Linked DNA regions of Hordeum vulgare: region 2 is linked to region 1. A link is a contact called in public Hi-C data. All regions are on one chromosome and are shown on one strand. Each heading gives the region's core, a stretch centred on a gene start, on an enhancer-like site or on the middle of the called end of the contact. The rest is flanking DNA. Distances are from core to core; before and after follow the strand shown.

Region 1 (7,057 bases), core at 1,898-4,397:
TGTGCAAATCTCAGGTACACAGAGACAATTTTCTTAACAAAGGAAATGAGCAAGTTCCGCAGATTTCAACATGTCAGGGACACCTTGAAAAAATACTGACAATAAGTTACCCAAGGTGCTCCATCCAAGGGGTAGAAGCATCTAATCCCCTAGAAAAGTTGGTGGTGCAATTAAACAAGCAGATCAACATGCTTGGGTAATTGTGTTGGATCCACAGAAATGTTTAATTATTCCAGGTAGCTTGTTTAACCCATCTCCTCGTTGACCAATCGATTTGTTTATGTGGGTAGTGGGTTCATGACCCTAACTAATCAATTAGGCCTTGACTTGTGAACACTATGTTGCATGGGCATCATCAAATCACATTATAAACTAATCAGCAAGATAAAACAAACACTTCCGAAAACAACGCCACTGTCCCCAAATTCTGAGAGAAGGCACGGTGGTAGTGGAGAAGTAGTGGAAGTAGGATGGTTACTTCTAATGCTCCCGGGAAACTTTGACCAGTTACTTGCGTGCAAAAGTTCCAGTCGCAAACTACAGTGAACATAATATTCGTTTTGAATGTGCCAACATTTCTTTGCACTAAAGTGGCATATAACTTAACTTTACCCCCATCAATCAATTATTTGCAAAAGGCAAACATATTTTTTTAGAAAAGGAAAAAGGGCAAACATATGCCAATCAAAGAGAACTATTTGATAAAGAAAACATTTAGATGGATCTTGGTTATTACCTTACAGTAGCCATTGGGAGTGTCTTGCATCACACAGCCGGAAGGTAGCCTCCTGCACTTCAAGTTTGCACCTGCGGATGTCGTAGCAGAATTTTGATTGCTCAACAATCCATCAATGGACACATCAACCACTGCCCAGGCACCCTCAGCCAGCTGCTTGCAAAACCTGAGAAAAATAACCTCCCTTATGGGGACCAGAGGTGAGAGCACCTGTAGCTCAGCCTTCATCTGTGGCGAGAAAACACAAGTAAAAATTAGCAACTCGGGTCAGATGTGGCGACACTTGTTGCATACGATGGACATTGGGGACTGTTAGGCACTCACTAGCAGCAACGCTCCATTCCTGGTTCCGCCAATGCCGTTAGAAACCTCCTCAAGGATTGTGGCCTTAGCAATCATGCATGAGAACATGTCGGACCATCGTCTCTGTGAAATGAATGGGACAACATCAGCATAATACAACCACCTTTTATAAACAGGAACAAATGTATGAAGGGAAGAAGGTATGAGCTCGAACCTCGTCCATAAGGGTCTCTACAAGGGCAAGACTGTTGTCGATGATGACCAGGCCGGATTCCCTAGAGGCCTCAGACACAAATCCAGCAGGCTTCATGCCAATGCAATGCTGGGAGGAGTGGAGATACTCCTCAAAGTTGAGTGACTCCTTGTCCGGGAAACCAGGCAATCCCGTAACCCAGAAAGGATCATCGGTCTGTGCCATCTTGACAAGTTCATCCATTGCGCTGATTGCAAGCTCCAAGAAGACAGACCTGTCAATGTCCACCATGGATGCTAAAGCAGAACCAGTGGCCCGTGCTGGTGTGATGACGGTGCCCATGGAGCTTGAGGCACCCCCGGCATACTCGCTCATCATACCGTGCATCGAAGACTGCATAGACCCTATGCCACCGATTCCCCCGACTGCTAGCTCCAGTGAGGAGTTTGGCAAGGGCATCGACAGGTGTGGCTGCAACTGGAGTGGCGACAGAAGAGACACGGGTTTGCCGAGGAACTTGGTGGCAAGGGTGCAGACACGGTTGAGCTCATCCTTGAGCCTTGCATTCTCGATGCGCAGGTGCTGCTCCTCCAGGGAGACCTCCCCTAGCATGGCCGGGCTGCCGCAGCCGCCGCACATTGGGGTGCGCATGGCCTCCCTGATGGTCAGGTTCTCCGTGCGCAGCTTCTCATTCTCCTGCTTCAGCAGCGCGTTCTCGTGCCGCTCCAGCTGCGTCTGGGCACGGAAAAAGACGCGTCAGGATAAAGCATGAGACCACGAACGGGCGAATGAGAAATGGATCGCGGATGATAAATCTACTTACCTTCATCTGAGTGCGGCGGTTCTGAAACCAGAACTTGACCTGCCGCGCATCGAGGGAGAGCCTCTTGCTGAGCTCGCCGCGCTGCTTCTCGTCCGGGTGGGGGCACTCCTTGAAAAGCCTACACGAGGCGGAGAGGACGACGAACCCATGCATGAGAGGACAGGAGGAAAAAGGAAGAGAGAGAAGGTGGATGCAAATAGCTTTGGGCGGTGGCTCTTACGCTTCGAGCTCCTGGATCTGCTGCGGCGTGTGGCGGTGGTAGCGCTTCTTGCGCTTGCGGGGGTTGCTGCCGCTGGGCTCGGCGTCGTCGTCGTCGTCGCCGACGCCGGAGATGGCGTCCAGGTGGTCGCTCCCCGACCGGCTGTCGTTCTGCGCCTCCGCGTCCCTGGCCATCGCGCCGTCGGGAAACATCCGCCCGCCGATGCCGCCGTCTCGCCCGCCGGCGTTGTCCTGAAAACAACAACAGCAACAACAAAAAACTCCACCAATCATCCACCACGCCAAAGCAAAGCGAAGCGAAGCGAACGAGCGTTCCGGCCGTGACGAGCGCCGAAGGCTTACCAGCCCGAGGGAGAGCGCGGGCGAGGAGGAGAAGGCGCCGGCGTAAGGGAACTGCATGCCGCCGCCGCCGCCGCCGCCGTCGAAGAGCCCCCCGAAGCTCATCCTCCCACGTCCCCCGGGAGGAGCAGACACGACACGAGTGTAGTAGACCTGGCGTCGCCTTTTCACCGTCTCTATCCTCGGTCCCAAAAAGGACCTAGGCCTGGATCTGCACACCTCACGACCCGAATCCTCGGCTGCGCCTCTGGAAGCGGTGGAGAGAGAGAGAGAGAGTCGCCCCGCCTCGCCTCGGCCACCCTCTTTCTACTACCACGAGATTAGGCCCCTCAAAACCCTAACCCTCCACGGCGAGGGGAGGATTAGAATAAGGGAGGAGTGGAGAGGCGAGGCCGGAGCGAGCGAGCAAGAGAGAGAGCTGGCGATTAAAGAAAGCTTTATGCACGGGGAGATGGGAACGGGAGGGTCAAAATGGCAAGACGACGATACGAGGGGAGCGATGTGGGGGGAGGACTCCCCGGCCCCCGGGTGTGGACGCACGGAAAAGGGTGGGGAGAAACGCGAGGCGCTGACGCTGATGCAGCGCGCAGTCAAACGGGCGGTGCGGTGCCTGTTTTTTGTTGCCTTCCGGCGCCCTCGCTTACTTTCTTGCGCCGAGCGGAGCCGCGGAGGGCCGTCAGGTCCCGGGGGGGTGGGGTCCCGTTCCGTCTCCCCGCCTCCACGGCGTCTTGCTCCTCTGGCCCGACCGCCGCAGCGGCTCCTTTGCTTGCCTGCCGGAGCTGCTAGTGGACCCGTTTCCGTTTCATCCGTGGCCTCACTAGTAACTGTGTTGCTTGGATGGGTTTCTCTCTCGATAATAACGTGGCAGTGCGATTGTTTTTCCTCAATAGTATTTGCGCCAGCTCTCCCACGCGATCTTGAGTGAATCAGATTTATTTTGAATCTCTTATTAGTGAGGAATCTCTTATTCATGGACACGCGTCTTCTTGACTCTCTACTTCTATTTTGGGCGGCGACCATATCGACGGAGCTGAGTCAAGCAATGCTTATGATAGGGTAAGAGAGCGTTGTTGGTGGCGCCTGGCGATGGATAATTTTGTGGGCGGTGTCGTAAAGTCCATTTAACTATATAATGCAAAGGCTTGGGAGTCAACGTAATGACAACTGCGGCACGCGGGCGGAGAGATAGGGTAGAAGCGACGATGGTCGGAAAGGAAAAATGTTGAGGCGGTTGCCGGGTAAAAGGAGAAGGTGTCGATCCATGCAAATGCTAGTTAAGACCAATAAATAGATTGGTTGTTTTGTTGACTATATGATAAGATAAATGGAGTATATGATAAATATGTTGTCACATGACCTGATAAGGCAAAAATTGATTATTGCGTAAATTTTCTTCCATAAATAACTGTTAAGGACCCCACGTGACAACCGTCTACAAAGAAGGCCAGGAGGAACGTGAGACCCAATCCCAAGGCACATGGTGATGAGTGGGTGACGTGAACGACAAGTCCAGCGTCTAGGTACAGTTGGGATCAACATATTATTAGGGCGTCGATGAGATTGGCGTCTGGTTGTTCCCTCGGCTACTCCCCCATCCCATTTTCCATTCTCTCTTCTTCATCCTCAATCATGTAATTCCACACAATATTGCTATTGATTAATGGATAAATCAATGGGGAGACTAGTGTGATCATATCGGTTGGTATTCATAGCCAAGCCACACTACCATCGTTGCACACGCTGGACCGACACCACCAAACGTGTTCGAAGACGAGCGAACGCATCGACGCCATGGAAGAGAAATTCACCAAATTCATCGAAGCCTTGTAGGAATATGAGGAGAAGGAGGAGACCAGGAACCAGGCATCGTGGGACACGGGAGTACAAGGCCTCAAGGAGGAGCTCAAGCAAGAGATATGTGACTTTGTCCTCGCCTTCAATGAGTGGCAAACGGATATCTACACCAAAGTCACCGACCTTCACAAGGAGGTTGACGACTTACGCCAGGGGTTAGTGCCGGCAATCTAGGCGTGCCACTGGTGTTGTCAATGATGGCATGGGTTTGTGTCCTATGACACCAACCCCCAGCGTGACGTGTTGGCTTGGGAGCACCCCATGTGCCCTTCCGTCTTCCTCTGAAGCTTCCTCGTCCTTATTTTGTCCAGAAAAAATCATCAATAGGTTTCGAGGTATTTGGACTTCGTTTGGTACAACATTTGTGAAAAGCCAAAAACATGAAGAGAACAACAACCGGCACTGTGTTAATAGTTTAGTGCTAAAAAATAATATAAAACAACAAGTAAACGCATAAAAGCATCCTAGAATGATAATATAATAGCATGGAACAATAAAAAATTATAGATACGTTGGAGACATATCAGTATGAGCGGTCGTTTGGCGCGCCGCCGCCTCTAAGAGATCAACTATTTTTACCTTGTCAAAGGGGTTGTGAATCACACGCCTAGAGACACCAGAAACTTGCGAGAAGCAGGAACCCTAACTGCTGGAGCAATTCGGAGGAAGGAACCGTCCAAGGGAGGCTTGCCTCCACCATCTTCATCAAGAGGATTTCATCATCATCACCTCCATCATCAAACTCATCACCCCCACCTCAGTTCACCCATTGTAATATCAATAACCCAAGAGGAACAACTCGTGTATTACATGTGCGATCCATCCATGTTTTACATATTTTGGTGAGACGATGTTTGTTGCCTTCATGAGTGAGTAGTCCTTGTGTTATTGGGGTATGGATGAACCCTGGTGTGTATTAGGTAGACTCATATTAGGATTTAATATCCTCTCTGCATGTTTATATTGATAATCTTCCTGGCATTGGGTGAAGTCGACCATCCAACGCATGCCAACTTTGGGTTGAAGGTTATTACTGTTGGCTAACTGATACGTGTGATCTGCATTGGTTTTTTCATGAAGAGGAACGAGTAATTGCGACACAAAAAGGGTAAGTATTTCCCTGAGTTAAGAAATCAAGGTTTATTCAACAAATAGGAATATCAATCCTCAACCATCTTAAGCGGTTGAACACAAAAGAGCAAACAACTTGCACCCAACGCGGGCAAGAGGGTTGTCAATCCCCTTGATCTCGTTTTTTGCAAGCAAGTGAGGTGTGTAGATAATTGTAAATTGCAAAATAAAATAAAAGACAAATAAAGGGAGCAAGGTAAAGATAGGTTTTATAAATATATAAGTGAATAGACCCGAGGGCCATAGTGTTCCCTAATGGCATCTCTCATGAAAGCAACATACAATGGGTAAACAAATTATTGTTGGGCAATTGACAAAAAGCGGATAGTTATGCGATGTTCACGACAATGATCATGTGTATACATGCATCATGTCCATAAGCAAATAGGTCGACTCCTGCCTACACCTAGTACTATTACTCCACTTCAAGAGCACCTCTATGCTTGCCTCTCTACGTATTAAGTTCATGACAAACCGAGTAATGCTTGAAGAATGATGACATGATGAAGATAAAGTAACTCAATCAATATGAGTAAACCTACTATTTTATCCCTAGTAGCAACAACACAAAGATGTATCTTGTCCCCTTCTATCATTGGGATATAGAAACATGTTAGGTTGAACCCACTACAATGCACCCCTCTCACTAAAGAACTATCAATCTACTTGGCCAAAGCAATTCAATAGATCGGAGAGATTTAGGAAGCTATGGTGATAATGCAATTAAGAATCATAATAATCAGAGGTGACTCAAATACTTCTCATGAATAATTTGAACATAAATCCACAATTCATTGGATCACAACAAACACACCATACAAAAGTATTACATCGGATGCATCAAAGCGAAGATGCGATGATCATTGTATTGAAGATCAAAAGAGAGAGAGATAGACATCTAGGTACTAACTACAGACCTCGTAGGTCTATGGTGAGCTAATCACACATCATCTTGAGGGCAACAAGGTTGATGCAGAGGCCCTCCGTGATTGATCCCTCCTCCGGCACGGTGTCAGAACGGAGCTCCAAATGAGATTGCTGCGAAAGAGAGACTTGTGGCGGCGGAAAAAGTGTTTCACGACGCCTTTAGGTTTTTTGGAATATACGTGAATTTATAGGCCAGAGAACGAGGATAGGAGGATCACTTGGGAGGGACAAGCCCTAACCCGAAAACCGAATAGTCAAGAAATGAGAACCAAACCCTTACCCCAATACCCTAATTACCTGACAATTCGGGTAATTCGGTTCGGTTCGGGTTCGGGTAGCGGGTTCGGGTACCCAAACGCCCAGGGTGAGGTGTAATTCTTACTAGTACTAGTACTTCCTCTCAGTTTTGCATGCGTGCTCATCTCCCTCTTCTCTCCTTCCTACTCATCCATCCCATCTTCCTCTCCTATGGCTAGTGGAGGTAGTAGTAGCAGAGGCCAACGCTGGGCTGCAGGCTATAGCGACTTTGTTT
Region 2 (7,057 bases), core at 1,842-4,341, 480 kb after region 1:
CAATATATCCTACCAAGTTACTAAACTCTATTTCACGATTCGAAGTTGGTAATAAGTTACAACTTGGGAGAAATTCAGAGATTCAAGCATTGATGGAGTCCTTGACTGAGTGGCGTGACTGTTGCATGCTATTGGCTTTAGGCCCTGTTTGGTTTCAATAAGTCAGGTGACTTAAAACCAGTGATTTATAAGTCATGCCTGTTTGGTTGTCATCTGACTTATAAGTCACATTTCCATGTAAAAGTGGGTGACTTATAAGTTTTAAGTTAGGGTGGAGCAACTTATGACTTATAAGTTGGGGTGACTTATAAGTTGGGTCTGTTTGACAAAATAAGTCACTTTTTGCACTTTTTAACTTATAAGTTGGTGACTTATTTGGAACCAAACAGGGCCTTAATAGAAAAAATGATACTGGGAACTGGGAACTGGGAACATTGGAAGTTTAAGCAAACTTATTTTGATTAGTGGTCAAACTTAGGGTAGTCACTTGCATGGACCATGCCGGCAACTGGGAACATTGGAAGTTTAAGCAAACAAAACCCTGAAGCTACCACCCACGGTGACACTCCGTCGATGATGGGCCATGCCGGCAACTAGATTCAGCTTGCGCACCGCAACCCTAACGTTCAGTTCGCTTCCAAAATGAAATGAGCTGGTTTCAGTTTGCATAAATACAGATGAACGAGCACAAACCTGCCACCTCCATGGATTAAAAGCCAATGGGTCCTCATAGATTTCGGGATTTAAATGCACTGCTGGAGGGCACACCATGACTGCCCACCCTGCTGGAATAGTGTAGCCTGCATCCAAAGGAGGAGAATGCAAAAAAACATTAGATTTCTTAAACTCACGCCATGAACCAAGAAGTGTCTTTATTCAAACATGGCATGGCATCCACCACTCACTCAATGTACCTTTGAATTCAATGTCTTGCAAGGCCTTCCGAAAAATCCCGGGCACGATGTTGGCTATCCTTGCTATCTCCAACGTGACCTTCATGACCAAAGGATGCACAGAGGTGGGAGTGTCAGTTTCATCAGTCCTTCAGAGGCTCTAAGTCAAGTGTCGATAATTTCTTCCTCGATCTCGTTTCTTTTACTTTTGTTATCAAGATGATAACTAGTACTAACATATATATATCTTCTCTCTCGTGGACTATGCATTTGGTCACTCAGGTAGGGAGCACAAAGCATGCCACTTGCATAATCGCATCTGGTCTGTCAAGGTTCCTCAAAACCTTGCCACTATCACAGTGCAGCCCTAACAGCCATTCGTTAGCCATTGTTACGTCGAGTAAATCATTTCTTAATTAATCGTGCAATTTGCATCATAGCTTAGCTAGGTACGTAGTCCCGGTTAGGCTCACCTGAGAGGTGAAGGTCATGGACTTGTACTCTGCCCACGTGAGGCCGGCATCCGGGTCCTTCCTGTCCCTAACGATCGCCTCGTGCTCCTCCTGACCACACAAAGATCGTCAATTGTTATTTTGCACACAAGCAGCTTAAGCCTGGTTGCCTTGCCGCTGCACACAAACATCGATTCGAGATCGATAGACGTAAAGTCACATGCAGTTTATACATGACCACTAACCGTTAGCGCGTCGAGCACCCTCGGGTTCTCGGTAATGAGCCTGATGCCTAGCGTGAGGGCCAAGGCAGTCGTCTCGAAGCTCGCGAAGAGGAGCACGAACATGAGGTCCAGCGCCACCGTCTCGGTAAGCACGGGCTTCTCCCTCCTCAGCTCCTCGATCATCACGTCGAGGAAGTCCTGGCGCTGCCTCCCCTGGTCCGCCATCCTCTCCCTCATCATCCTCTTGAGCACCTTCATGGCGTTCCTTCTCCCCTGCACAGACATGCAATTGCAGCTCCGTCAAGCGTTCCGGGCAGATCAGAGAAGCTTAACGGAGTGGGTTCCGCGAGAGCAGCCATTTGACTGGTCGTATGTTGACTTGACAGGCATGTGCAGTTTTGTGCACTACGTACGCTTGTCAAGAAGCCTTTGTGGCTTTGTGCGTACCTTCATGCACTCATGATACGCTGTGCCGGGGATGTTCACCGGGAACGAGATAAGCCCCCTGATGAAGGCCACGAAGTTCTTCCTCAGGCTCTTGGACGACTTGGTTGGCTCGTAACCGATCAGCTTCTTCGCGGTAATGTCAAAGATCATCTAGGACAAGGAACAAACAGGAGATGCACATCAGCAATGATCTCTCTAACCTGATGATGTTAAACGTAGTACCAGGTAGTTCATGTACTGAACATGGCCTTACTGTGGAGAGACCGTCCTTGAGCTCGACGCTCGGCTGGCCAGCCCAGGAGGCAAGGGTGGCGCGGCAGGCAGTGTCGGTGTCGGCGAGGAGCACAGCCCGGAGGTTCTCCTGGCCGTACAGGCGGAGCACGAGGGTCTTGAGGTACTTGTACATGAACCCGTGCAGGGAGCCGACGTTGTCACGGCCAAAAATCTCGGTGAACGTGGCCGGGTACCAGCTCTCGAACAGCTTTCCTTCCTGCTGGAAGATGTAGTGGTTAAGGTCCGGGTCTGCCGACACCACCACCGCCCGGCCGACGACGCTGGTCTTGAAGATGGTACCGTACCTATGCACACGCATTCAATCAATGTCAGAGAGCAAGCTCAGTCTCATGCGTACTTACTCCAATAGTCCAATGTGATCATGAACTGATTGGGTTTGGATGCTGGCACCGTGGTGCATAACGGTGGTACTACATGTGGTTAGCTAGCTACCCTACCTGTTCACCCTATCCTTGACAAAGGGGGAGACGTCGCAGGTAGGATTAGGGGCGAAGAACTGCATGGTCTCGCCGAGGAGAGGGAGCCCGAGGGAGCCCGGAGGCAGCCGGCCGTTCGCCTTGGGGTGGCTCCATCTGTACGCCCACAGGATAGAAGCTACCGCCATGGCCAAGGCAAAAACCCATAGTGTTTCCATGGAGGACCCCAAGCTGCAACTAAAGACTAGTACTGCTGTATCGGCCGACCCTATATATTAGATTAGGTCAAGAGCAATGGCGGTGCTCGAGAGAGAGAGAGAGAGAGAGGAGAAGCTAGCGCAAGATATGGCTAGCTGCAACAAGTACGGGGAGCTATGTTGGGAGATTTGCCTCGCCTTATATAGTGGTTTCGTCGGAAATGCCGCGGGAGGCCGCCAGGCAGGAACTTAAACAATTGGGAGGAGGAGAATTATTGCTGCAGAGAGTGTTTATCTTTTTGACGGGGAAGAAATTCTTGCAAGCTTGCGCAGGATCTGCTCTCGTGTGCTGTGGTGTTATGTTCCGACGACTGTGCTACCCGCCACAGGGGTCAAGCTGTTGTGTTCTGAACTTTTTAGAGTGGTTACATCTTTAAGGCTGGCCATGTCCGAGTCCGAGTGCGTGCATGATTCAGGATAAAAGCATGTACAGCTAGCAATGTATTTGCCGGCTGTTCTCCGGACCACGAGTTGTTCTTTTGGCATCTGTTAGGTGATTATTAGGCGAGACGCCAAGCTATGCGCTTGGGTTTCGAATGGTCCGTGTGTGGCTGTGTGTCCTTCCATTTTGCCTTTCTGTTGGACAGTACTACGTACATATAGGTTCAAAATACAGATGTCAATTAGTTCGACAGAATCAAACGGTTCGGTAGGAATGCAAATGTCTGTTTGTATTTGGAAGAAACAATAGTTATGAACTGTCAAGACTAGGCTGCCCCATGTAAACTCTGTGGATAAGAAACTACGAAAACCTGGCGGGGCATGGTAGAACAGTAGAAGAAAATGGTAGAATATCCACCGGCACACAAAAGATTGTCAAATGCCCATCGACAGCGAGTCAACACTTGTTTTTATTATCGGCCGCTTTTGGCCTGTTGCTGTGAGCATCAGAGCATGCATCGATCTAGTAAGACGTCGCAATCACAAGTGGTACGTACGTACCGGCAAAGTGCAGAGAGGTACATGTTCTTTCGTTCCGGACTATCTTATGCATATAAATCTGCTTGTGCTGGCCCTGAATTCAGCACACAGTAGCTAGGATGCCATACGCACAGCAGATCGACATGAATCTTCCATGAACGTCATACGACCTGTCGTTGGGACGACCGATCCATCCATCCATCGATCGATCACGCGTGAACTTGCATTGTCACGTCAGGTTTAAGTGTGCGTGCCCGTGACAAGTGGTTCCACGCACGCACGGCCACGTAACGTACATGCATGCCGCCATTTTTTGTCAGCATGTTTGTCGGTCGACACGGTCGTATCGAGCTGGCAGGGTCGCCTTCCTCCAGATGTTCATGCATGCACCTTGCTTTCCTTACGTGCGTACGTGCATGCATACATACACGTGTGCTCGTTCGTGCAGGGGTATTGCACCGTCCTATCAGTTCTCCCCATTGATTATACGATTAATGAATTGATCAGCTCCGCACACGACCGGACTCGGCATGTATGAAACCGTGACACGGCCGGCACCGGCACCACTGACGCTGACCGAAGATCGATCCTTGAGAGGTGTAGTCGAGCAGCTAACTGAGGGAGATTGGTACATATCTACTCCAGTAGTATCTCTGTGAAAGGTAGCACTAGCTAGCTAGTAAAATGAAGCCTCGCTCCTGCTCCCGTAGCGGAGTACATGTCTGCATAGCTCCGTCGACGCCGTTCTTAAATGCATCTTTGTTCGCGTGGCTGGTTGGTTAACTCGAGCCGCCGGAGAAGCGTAGACCACGAGTTATATTCGTGTAGATCGCCATGAGGCGATCGGTCGGTCGGGAGAGAAGGATGGTCTCCAGTCATTGCTTCCCAACGACCATACTCAATCCGGGGACGACAACAGATCAATCCAAGAGCCAAGAGATCTGGACATCTAGCTAGAGAATTTGTCAACTATAGGTAGATCGATGCTAAGCGCATGCAATTGTTAGATTACATCCACACCTGCAATATATAGCAATAATCTTGCTGGACGCTAGCTTGAAGCAATAATCTTATTATCATTCCGCACCTTATTCTTGTTCCATATGGATGCCTTTCCTCTGACCAGTTACCCATGGATTAGTTCAAGATCTCACAAAGATCTTCATTTGGTAGATATGAGGTCACGAGGGCAAGGTGGGCGTGTATAACTTACACACGGGAATCATCCGGGGCTATACCCAAATCTTGGAGATATTCGATGTACCGAAACTCCAACCTCTAGCCTTGCTCCGGGAATGGGATGCATCAGCAAAAGTACTAAAGGGAAACTAAAATAAGGAGGACGCCGCTTGATGCCTAGCACGTTCGAGCGGCCGGCCGTTTTAGGACATTTCTAAAGTGGAACCTAAAACCACCTCTCCTACGATGCTCACCGTGCTCGACAAGTGTTCGGTGAATTGCCCGAGCTAAAATTTTATGCCCCATTCTTCTCTGAAGCAGTGGCTTCAGATATGGTACATATACAAGCAATATGTTGAGTTGTTCCACGACTCTTCCAACGAGGACTACACATATGAGACAGTGATGTTGTAGGCGGTGCTCGCAGACGCGGAGCGTGCGGAGGGGCATGATCTCAATTTTAAGGGATCGATCATGGGTGATTGAGTGTTCAATCGCAACCGGCCGTGTGGCCATTTGATGTTTGATGGACGACTACTTTGCCTCGGATGCTTCCGGATGCGAAAAAATGTATTCGATCATATCTACCAAGGGGTCCGGTGTTGAGGAACGTTGCATGGGAAACAAATTTTTTCATACGCACACATAAGATCTATCCATGATGATGACCATCTACGAGAGGAGAGATCGGATCCACATACCCTTGTAGATCGCTAAGAGGGAAGCGTTAAGAAACGCGATTGATGTAGTTGAACGTCTTCGCGATCCGTCCCACGAACTCCGCCCCGATCTAGCGCCGAACAGACGACACCTCTGCGTTCAACACACGTACAGCTCGGTGACGATCTCTGCCTTCTTGATCCAGCAAGAGGGACGAAGAGGTAGCTGAATTCTCCGGTAGCACAATGGTGTCAAGGCGATGATGGTGGAGCTACTCCGGAGGGCTTCGTCGTGCCGTACCGAAATAACCTATGGGGTGTCACGAAATAGTGGAGGGAGAGAGGGCTGCGTCGTGGCTTGAGGTGCAAAAAGCCTCTCTACCCTCCACTATATATAGGAGGGGAGGGAGGGGTGGCGCCCTAGGGACTTACCCTAGGGTCCGGCCGCCGCAAGGAGGAGGGAAGATTCCTCCGCCAATTCAGATTGGAGGAGGAGGACTCCTCTCCTAGTTGGTTTGGCCCACCTCTCTCTCTTTCTCCACTTCGGCCGAATAGGCCCACTTGGGCTGGCCACCCAGCCCACCAAGGGATGGTGCGCCACCCTTGGGCCTATTTGGCCCCCCTTCGGGTGAGTGGCCCCTCCCAGTGGAACCCCGGAACCCATTCGTCATTCCTCATACTTTACCGATAATGCCCAAAATCCTTCCGAAAGCCAAATGGATACTTCCTATATATCAACCTTCGTCTCCGGACCATTCCGGAACTCCTCGTGACGTCCAAGATCTCATCAGGAACTCCGAACAACATTCCACCAACATACATAATTCAACTATACCGAAACATCACCGAACCTTAAGTGTGCAGACCATGTGAGTTCGAGAACTATGCAGACATGACCTGAGACACTCTCCGGTCAATAACCAATATCGGTACCTGGATGTCCATATTGGCTCCTACATATTCTACGAAGATCTTTATCAGTTGACCTCTTTGTCAAGGATTTAGTTAATCCCGTATAACATTTCCTTTGTCCTTCGGTATGTTACTTGCCGAGATTCGATCGTCGGTATATCTATACCTAGTTCAATCTCGTTACCGGCATGTCTCTTTACTCGTTTCGTAATATAAGATCCCGTGGCTAACTCTTAAGTCATATTGCTTGCAAGGCTTGTTGTGGTGTTGTATTATCGAGTGGGCTCCGGGATACCTCTCCGTCATACGGAGCGACAAATCTCAGTCTTGATCCATGCTAACTCAACGGACACCTTCGGAGATACCTGTAGAGCACCTTTATAGTCACCCAATTATGATGCGA

The links. Hi-C and Micro-C count contacts between places; a contact is called where the count stands out from the background.
Region 2: a Hi-C map of leaf shows a contact between it and region 1, with 4 times the contacts expected there. The contact joins the promoter of LOC123403362 here to the promoter of LOC123401250 in region 1. A contact is called at or near these places in 3 of 6 Hi-C or Micro-C datasets (leaf and seedling) and 1 of 1 datasets of contacts at active chromatin or transcription factors (embryo).

What each region holds. Positions count from the first base shown.
Region 1 is chr6H:435,243,275-435,250,331 of MorexV3_pseudomolecules_assembly, forward strand. LOC123401250 (homeobox-leucine zipper protein ROC5-like) reads right to left here and starts at 3,148. Exons shown (of 9, transcript XM_045094999.1): 1 at 2,617-3,148; 2 at 2,276-2,505; 3 at 2,056-2,173; 4 at 1,254-1,967; 5 at 1,061-1,162; 6 at 737-964. The coding sequence starts at 2,718.
Region 2 is chr6H:435,727,944-435,735,000 of MorexV3_pseudomolecules_assembly, forward strand. It overlaps LOC123403362 (cytochrome P450 87A3-like), which reads right to left and starts at 3,092. Exons shown (of 9, transcript XM_045097301.1): 1 at 2,748-3,092; 2 at 2,270-2,594; 3 at 2,017-2,166; 4 at 1,591-1,842; 5 at 1,367-1,456; 6 at 915-993; 7 at 694-800. The coding sequence starts at 2,944.